Regions from separate parts of the Mus musculus genome. Here region 1 is linked to region 2. Evidence: chromatin contacts called from public HiChIP or PLAC-seq data. All regions are on one chromosome and are shown on one strand. Each heading gives the region's core, a stretch centred on a gene start, on an enhancer-like site or on the middle of the called end of the contact. The rest is flanking DNA. Distances are from core to core; before and after follow the strand shown. Region 1 has its middle 35 kb from the start of Celrr. Region 2 has its middle 28 kb from the start of Gm34352.

Region 1 (2,700 bases), core at 44-2,543, 410 kb after region 2:
AACCCAAAAAGCAAATATCTCCTCCCTTGCACAGAGGAACGCTTGAAAAGATATATTTAAAAAAAAAATCTGGGGAAACTTGAGAGCTTCAGTCAAACACCACCCAAACTTATTGTTCCTCGTCTGTTCCACTGCCTCCTTGCGTTAGCCCCTTGATTAACTATATATTAATGTCCAGGGGCCATCCTGAGTCAAGGGCGGGCACGGCCTGACTAGAGCAGAATAGAGAGGAGGCTCTCTCTGCAGAGAGACTCAGGCCCAGGGCCATCATCATTCAACAGCATTTTTTCTTCTGAAGTCAATACGTTGCTCCCTCTCAAACATGCTTAAAGAAAACACACATTGATTTATTCGCAATTCTGAGCTACTTATCACATGCTAATGACCGCTGTGTGGAAAAACACAGTCTGAAAAAAAATCCCCTGTGCAGAGCATAGTCACTTTGCCCAGGGAGCAGAGGAAACAGCTAAGTCCCCTTGCCGTTCCCCCTCCTCTCCCCCAAACCATCCCCCCCGCACCCCCCCCCCCGCCCGCCTGCCTGCCTGCCTGCCCAATCCTGTAATTCACCAAGACTTAGCCACTTAGAAGAGGATGTGTGTGTGAGTGTGGTCATTTCCAAAGACTCCAGAGAGAGCACACATCCACCCACACCCCTGCACCCCCTTTCATTCATTAACCCCCCAGGGGCCAAGACTAATTAGATCAGCTTGCTCATTTTGAGCTGATAATTGATTTAAATAGGTTGCTCATTTGAAATAGAAGAAAAGGCTGCTAAACATTTGGTGGTTGGGTCTTTTTTTTCTTCTTCTTTCCCTGCAACTTTCAATTGCTTGTGCAATGTAGCATAAAATGTCGAGGTCTCTCTTTTCTTTTCTGTCTCTTTCTTTTTAAAGGGTCCATAAAATTAATTACAATAAGGAGGCAAGCAGCAGGGGCAGGGGGTTAACTGATGACTCTAATGAGCAGCCCCAGCTTTGCTCATGCTGGTTGCTAGCTGCAAGGGGCTGGGGCTTCAAGAAACTCTGCAAAAGCCTTCCTACAGATTCAGTCTGCATGGCAACCAGAGTAGCTTCTCCGAGCTTCCAACAAAAGGTTCCTGCCTTTCCAGTGGTCGGGATGCTCCAGAATTGTCCTCTTACCATTAAAAACAAAAATACTCTTAAGACACCATTTTATGATACCCCACACCCCACGTCCCCCCTCATTTCATATACTTTTGGAGAGATCGGAACTTTAAGGAAACAGCTTGACCCTACTCTGAGTTCTGAAGACTTTCTTTGCTCAAAGGGTCTTTCATGACTGGTCCTGCACCAGATGGGTGGATTTCAAGTGTGGACCCCAAAGTTTAGACTGGCTCTTTTTTGGAAAATAAATGGTCCCATGAGTTTATGCGGCTTCACTGACTGGATCCATTTGAGCACAATGAAAAGGTCTTTTGTCTGCAGCCTGGAGGGCAAGGGATGGGTAGCATTTGTGACTTGCTCTACAAACAGTTCTTGCAGGAATTTACTGTGCCCATAGTTGGGAGCCGAGAGCAGTTGCAAAATCATTAAAAATAAATACAATTATTGGAAGTTGAAAAATCAACCCCCCACCCCCGCCCAAGCACATGCCAGGTGTATCCCACAAACAAAACTTGCCAGGGAAGCAGGTGGGAGATTGAGTGTGATGGACAGACCTGGGTTTTCATCTACATGTAGTCCTTCCTGGTGCAGATTAAGTCACTTACCCCTTTGTAAGCTTGATTTCCTTGCCTGCTAAAGGCAGACGATGAGGTCCGTTTGGAGGTCTATGATAAGAGTCGCATCATGTAACAACCCAGCAATTCTGCACAGCTTTGTGTTCTCACAATGGGAAGGCATAGGTCCTTGCACATAGTACAGTGGCTTTAACGCACACTCAAGAATTACAGAATACAGAGCCCGGGGAGGTGGCTCTGTCCCTAAAATGCTTGGTGTACACATGAGGACCTGAATTTGAATCTCTACCCCCTGAGTAAAAGGCTGGGTACATGGCTATGATGTCATTGCTGGAGAAGTGAAGATAGGGAGGTCTCTGGACCCTGCTTGGAGGCTAGCCTTGCCAAGTATGTGGGGTCTGGGCCAATGAGAGGCTGCCTGAAAGAGCAAGGTGAACAACATTCCTGTAACACCTAAGGGACACACACACACACACACACACACACACACACACACTCACAGGAAATGCAGTGAAAATCCTTTTTTAAAGGGGGGGAAGGAGATGCATTCTTTTTTGAGGATATGGCCACTGGTAGGCTTCCCATGCTCGAGGGGATGCCCCCACCCACACACATATGGCCAGCACTAACTGGACTCAGTTATCAAAAAGAGAGAGAAGATATGAAATTGGGAGGGGTGTGATGGGGGAGTTGGAGAGGGAAATGTGGGGCGGATCATATTTCATCGAACATCCGCATGAAAGCCTCAAGAATTATTTCAAAATTTTTAAAATGTTTTAAATGGATTTTTTTTTTACTGCACATGGACAGACCCTTTTCAATGCTCCCTGAACAGTACAGTGTAGTGAACGTCCACTGGCATTCACACTGCTACAATTAACCTGGGCATGAGTGAAATTGCAGACACTCGTGGGTTCTGTATACCCTTTTGGACAAGGTTTTGAGCATCTGCACACTTGGGTGGGATCTCACAAATAATAAAGGGAGAACACTGGACCTAT
Region 2 (2,700 bases), core at 193-2,692:
GCTTTTCAATGTTTGTGGTGCCCCCCGCCCCAGAACCCTTCTCTGTGTGTGCACGTGCGTGTGCGTCCTCTCTGCCACCGAGTTCCTTCCGCAGTGTCTGGAGTGTTTTTAGGGTGAAAATCTGAAGGGCTTCCCTCTGCATATTCCTGGTCTCTGCAGCCTCTGCAGATCTTTCCTCCATTACCACTTGCATATCGAGGAATTTGCTACAGTAAGGTAAGGGTTTGTGAAACAAGCTTTATCGGGATCAGAAGGCTCCTGGGCAGAGCTCTCCAGTATTTAGACTAGGACCACTCTTCCTATATCATTGGCAGACAGTTGAGCATGCACGCCGTGGTCTGCTGCTTAGCGGGCAGAAAGCCTGGATTCCATCCGTTGCATGGTCTAAGCAGGTGCAGGTGTGTGGTCAGTGGAGAGCCTAGTAAGGCATCGGCCAGGGCCTACTAGGACAACTGACACCTCTCTACCCCATCTCATCGCGGAAGTGCAATTGAGTCTCAGTGTGCGGGCAAGAGAAGAAATGATTTTTTTTTAAAATTTACTACAATGAAATCTCAGCTGCAGGAAAGCTAGGACCAAAGCTTTCCTCCCCCCCCCGTCCCCCCTCCCCCGCATCCAACTTAACATTGTAAGCATTTTCCTTACAGCCTCCCAAAGTTTAAATATTAATTTGCCTGTAATTGGTGGAGAAAACAAACAAGCAATTAAAACCGCTACAGAACTGACTTTCTCTTTCCCGTGCCTGGCCCTTCCCTTTCATTTTGCTCCCACCGCCTAGAACTGGCTGTAAGACAATAGGACCCCAGGCTGTGTGGAATTCTAAGCCCCGCTTGCCTTAAAGCTACAATATGGATTTAATTTATATGCAAATGAAAGCAATAAAAAGGCAGACACTGTAGAAATTATAGGGTTCCCCCTCCCCTCCTTTTCTTAGGAGAGCACAAATCCTTTCTCTCCTCTTCCTAGGAAGACCTAATTATTATTGGTTCTCGCCACCCCCCCCCCCAACTCTGGGTGTAAACTGGGCCGTTTAAGGAAAACAATAGAATATTGGAGCATTCCGGGAATTTCACAGTCTGACTGTCTCCCCCCTCCTTCCCCCCAACAGGGCATGCTGGGGTTCTTCTGTTGACCAGCAGAACGCAGACCTGATCAAAGGCTACCGGAAGCCTTAAGTAGACCAAAATGGGGGCTCAAATATGCTAATGGCTGAGCTAAATATACTTTAATCCTGTTATAATACAAGGTAACTTGGAGGCAGGGAATGGGCCTGGTGGCTTTAGCCTGGATGGAGGGGCCCTCCCGGGGCACCCCTGTGAGTGTTGAATAGAAGTTGCTTCCTATTCTTTCTCTGGTTGGGGGTGGGGTGGGGGCTTCCTTCCTCAGATGCCCACACCAGCCCCGCCTGTCGCGTTTACAGAGTGTCAACAGTTGGGTGAGCAAACCTCCTCAGTGCTTAGATCAGTATCCTGTGACCTTCCACATTGAAGCACGCCATTCAGCCAAGCCTTCCAGCTGTTGCCTGAATGGGCGAGAGGTTTTTTTCTCATCTTCTTCTTTCTTCTTCTTTTTTAGAGTAGGGCATGGCTTAGGAGGACACTAGGCAACAGTTTTAAATTAGAACTTCCCCACCACCCAGAGCCAGGGGGAAGCCTAGCTACAGGGCTGGCAGATGTATTTTGGAATGGAGCTAAGCAGGCCTGGAGGGAAATGGGCTTCTCAATTCACTTTCTGGACCCAACATCAGTCTTCCTGCAGCCAAGGCCTTAGGCCACACCTTCTGGCAGCCTCAGCCTTATCTACTTTAGACACAGTTTGAGTTGGAAGATCTATGTCAGTTCTTACAGAGCCAGGCCTACTGCTGGTATCAGAAGGTTAAAAAAACAGCTCATATTGAGGCCTAACTTCAGAGTCAGGAGCTCAATTCCAAAGTGGGGGTCAGAGGAGTGGGGAAGGGGCCCATACATCTGTCTGTTTAGTCCAGATTCCATAGTGGATATATAAAGGTGCAATGGTGTGTTTTGGGTTGCCCGGTTTTGTGAGAACCTCAGCATGTGACAGGCAAGCTTACTTGGAACCCCCGCTTTTGCTCCTGTTTGTGCAAGGCTGTGTTTTTCCGTCTTCTCTCTTTTCTCGTTCATTCGCTGTTCCTCTTCCTTCTCCCTTCTCTCTACTCCAATTGAGCCTCCACTAGAATCCTGTAAACAGAAGCCTTCAGGTGCACTTCGTTTGGAGGTTGTTGCAAATGAAAGCCTCGGAACTGGGACATGAGCTCAGAGACCATTGCTCCTTTCCTGTCATTAAGGCCTTGCCTTCCTGCTTTGTGGAGCTAGAGAAGACTGTCCAGCAGGTGTTCGGGGTAGTATGTATGGACTCAGGCTCCCCCGGTGCTTCTTCTTTGTCCTGCTTGGCAGTTAAGAATATTACCTCAACAGTACAGAGGGGGGGAACTTGGGGAAGAAAGGAGCCACAGGCATAGAGGGAAGTTTGGAATCTGACCCTGGTTCTACCACTTACTGACATTTGGGACAAATTCTTAACTCTCCTGCCTGGGATATTTAATCTGTAAAATAAGGGAGAAAGTAGCTATCTCAGGATGTTAGGATTATGTATGATAATCTTTTCCCGGAAGCAGCTGTTGACAGGTGACTCTTTTAGGACTCAACCTTGCTCCAGCAGAATGTCATTTTTCTGGTCACC

The links. HiChIP or PLAC-seq counts read pairs in DNA pulled down with a chosen protein or histone mark.
Region 1: a contact with region 2 is called in an H3K4me3 HiChIP or PLAC-seq map of embryonic basal ganglia, with 3 times the contacts expected there. The contact joins two enhancer-like sites. A contact is called at or near these places in 1 of 484 Hi-C or Micro-C datasets (nephron progenitors), 5 of 115 datasets of contacts at active chromatin or transcription factors (embryonic basal ganglia, embryonic stem cells, oligodendrocyte precursor cells and 1 more) and 1 of 9 other capture datasets (embryonic stem cells).

What each region holds. Positions count from the first base shown.
Region 1 is chr1:121,050,673-121,053,372 of GRCm38.p6, forward strand. No RefSeq gene overlaps it. Among named protein-coding and RNA genes, the nearest start is that of Celrr, 35 kb to the right of the region's middle. Within about 2 kb of position 1,294, at least 8 of the 459 cell types and tissues checked have an H3K27ac peak or open chromatin away from gene starts, as enhancers often do. A contact at or near this core is called in embryonic basal ganglia, where this site is marked.
Region 2 is chr1:120,643,224-120,645,923 of GRCm38.p6, forward strand. It overlaps a transcript of 2610027F03Rik not described here. Among named protein-coding and RNA genes, the nearest start is that of Gm34352, 28 kb to the left of the region's middle. Within about 2 kb of position 1,443, at least 24 of the 459 cell types and tissues checked have an H3K27ac peak or open chromatin away from gene starts, as enhancers often do. A contact at or near this core is called in embryonic basal ganglia, where this site is marked.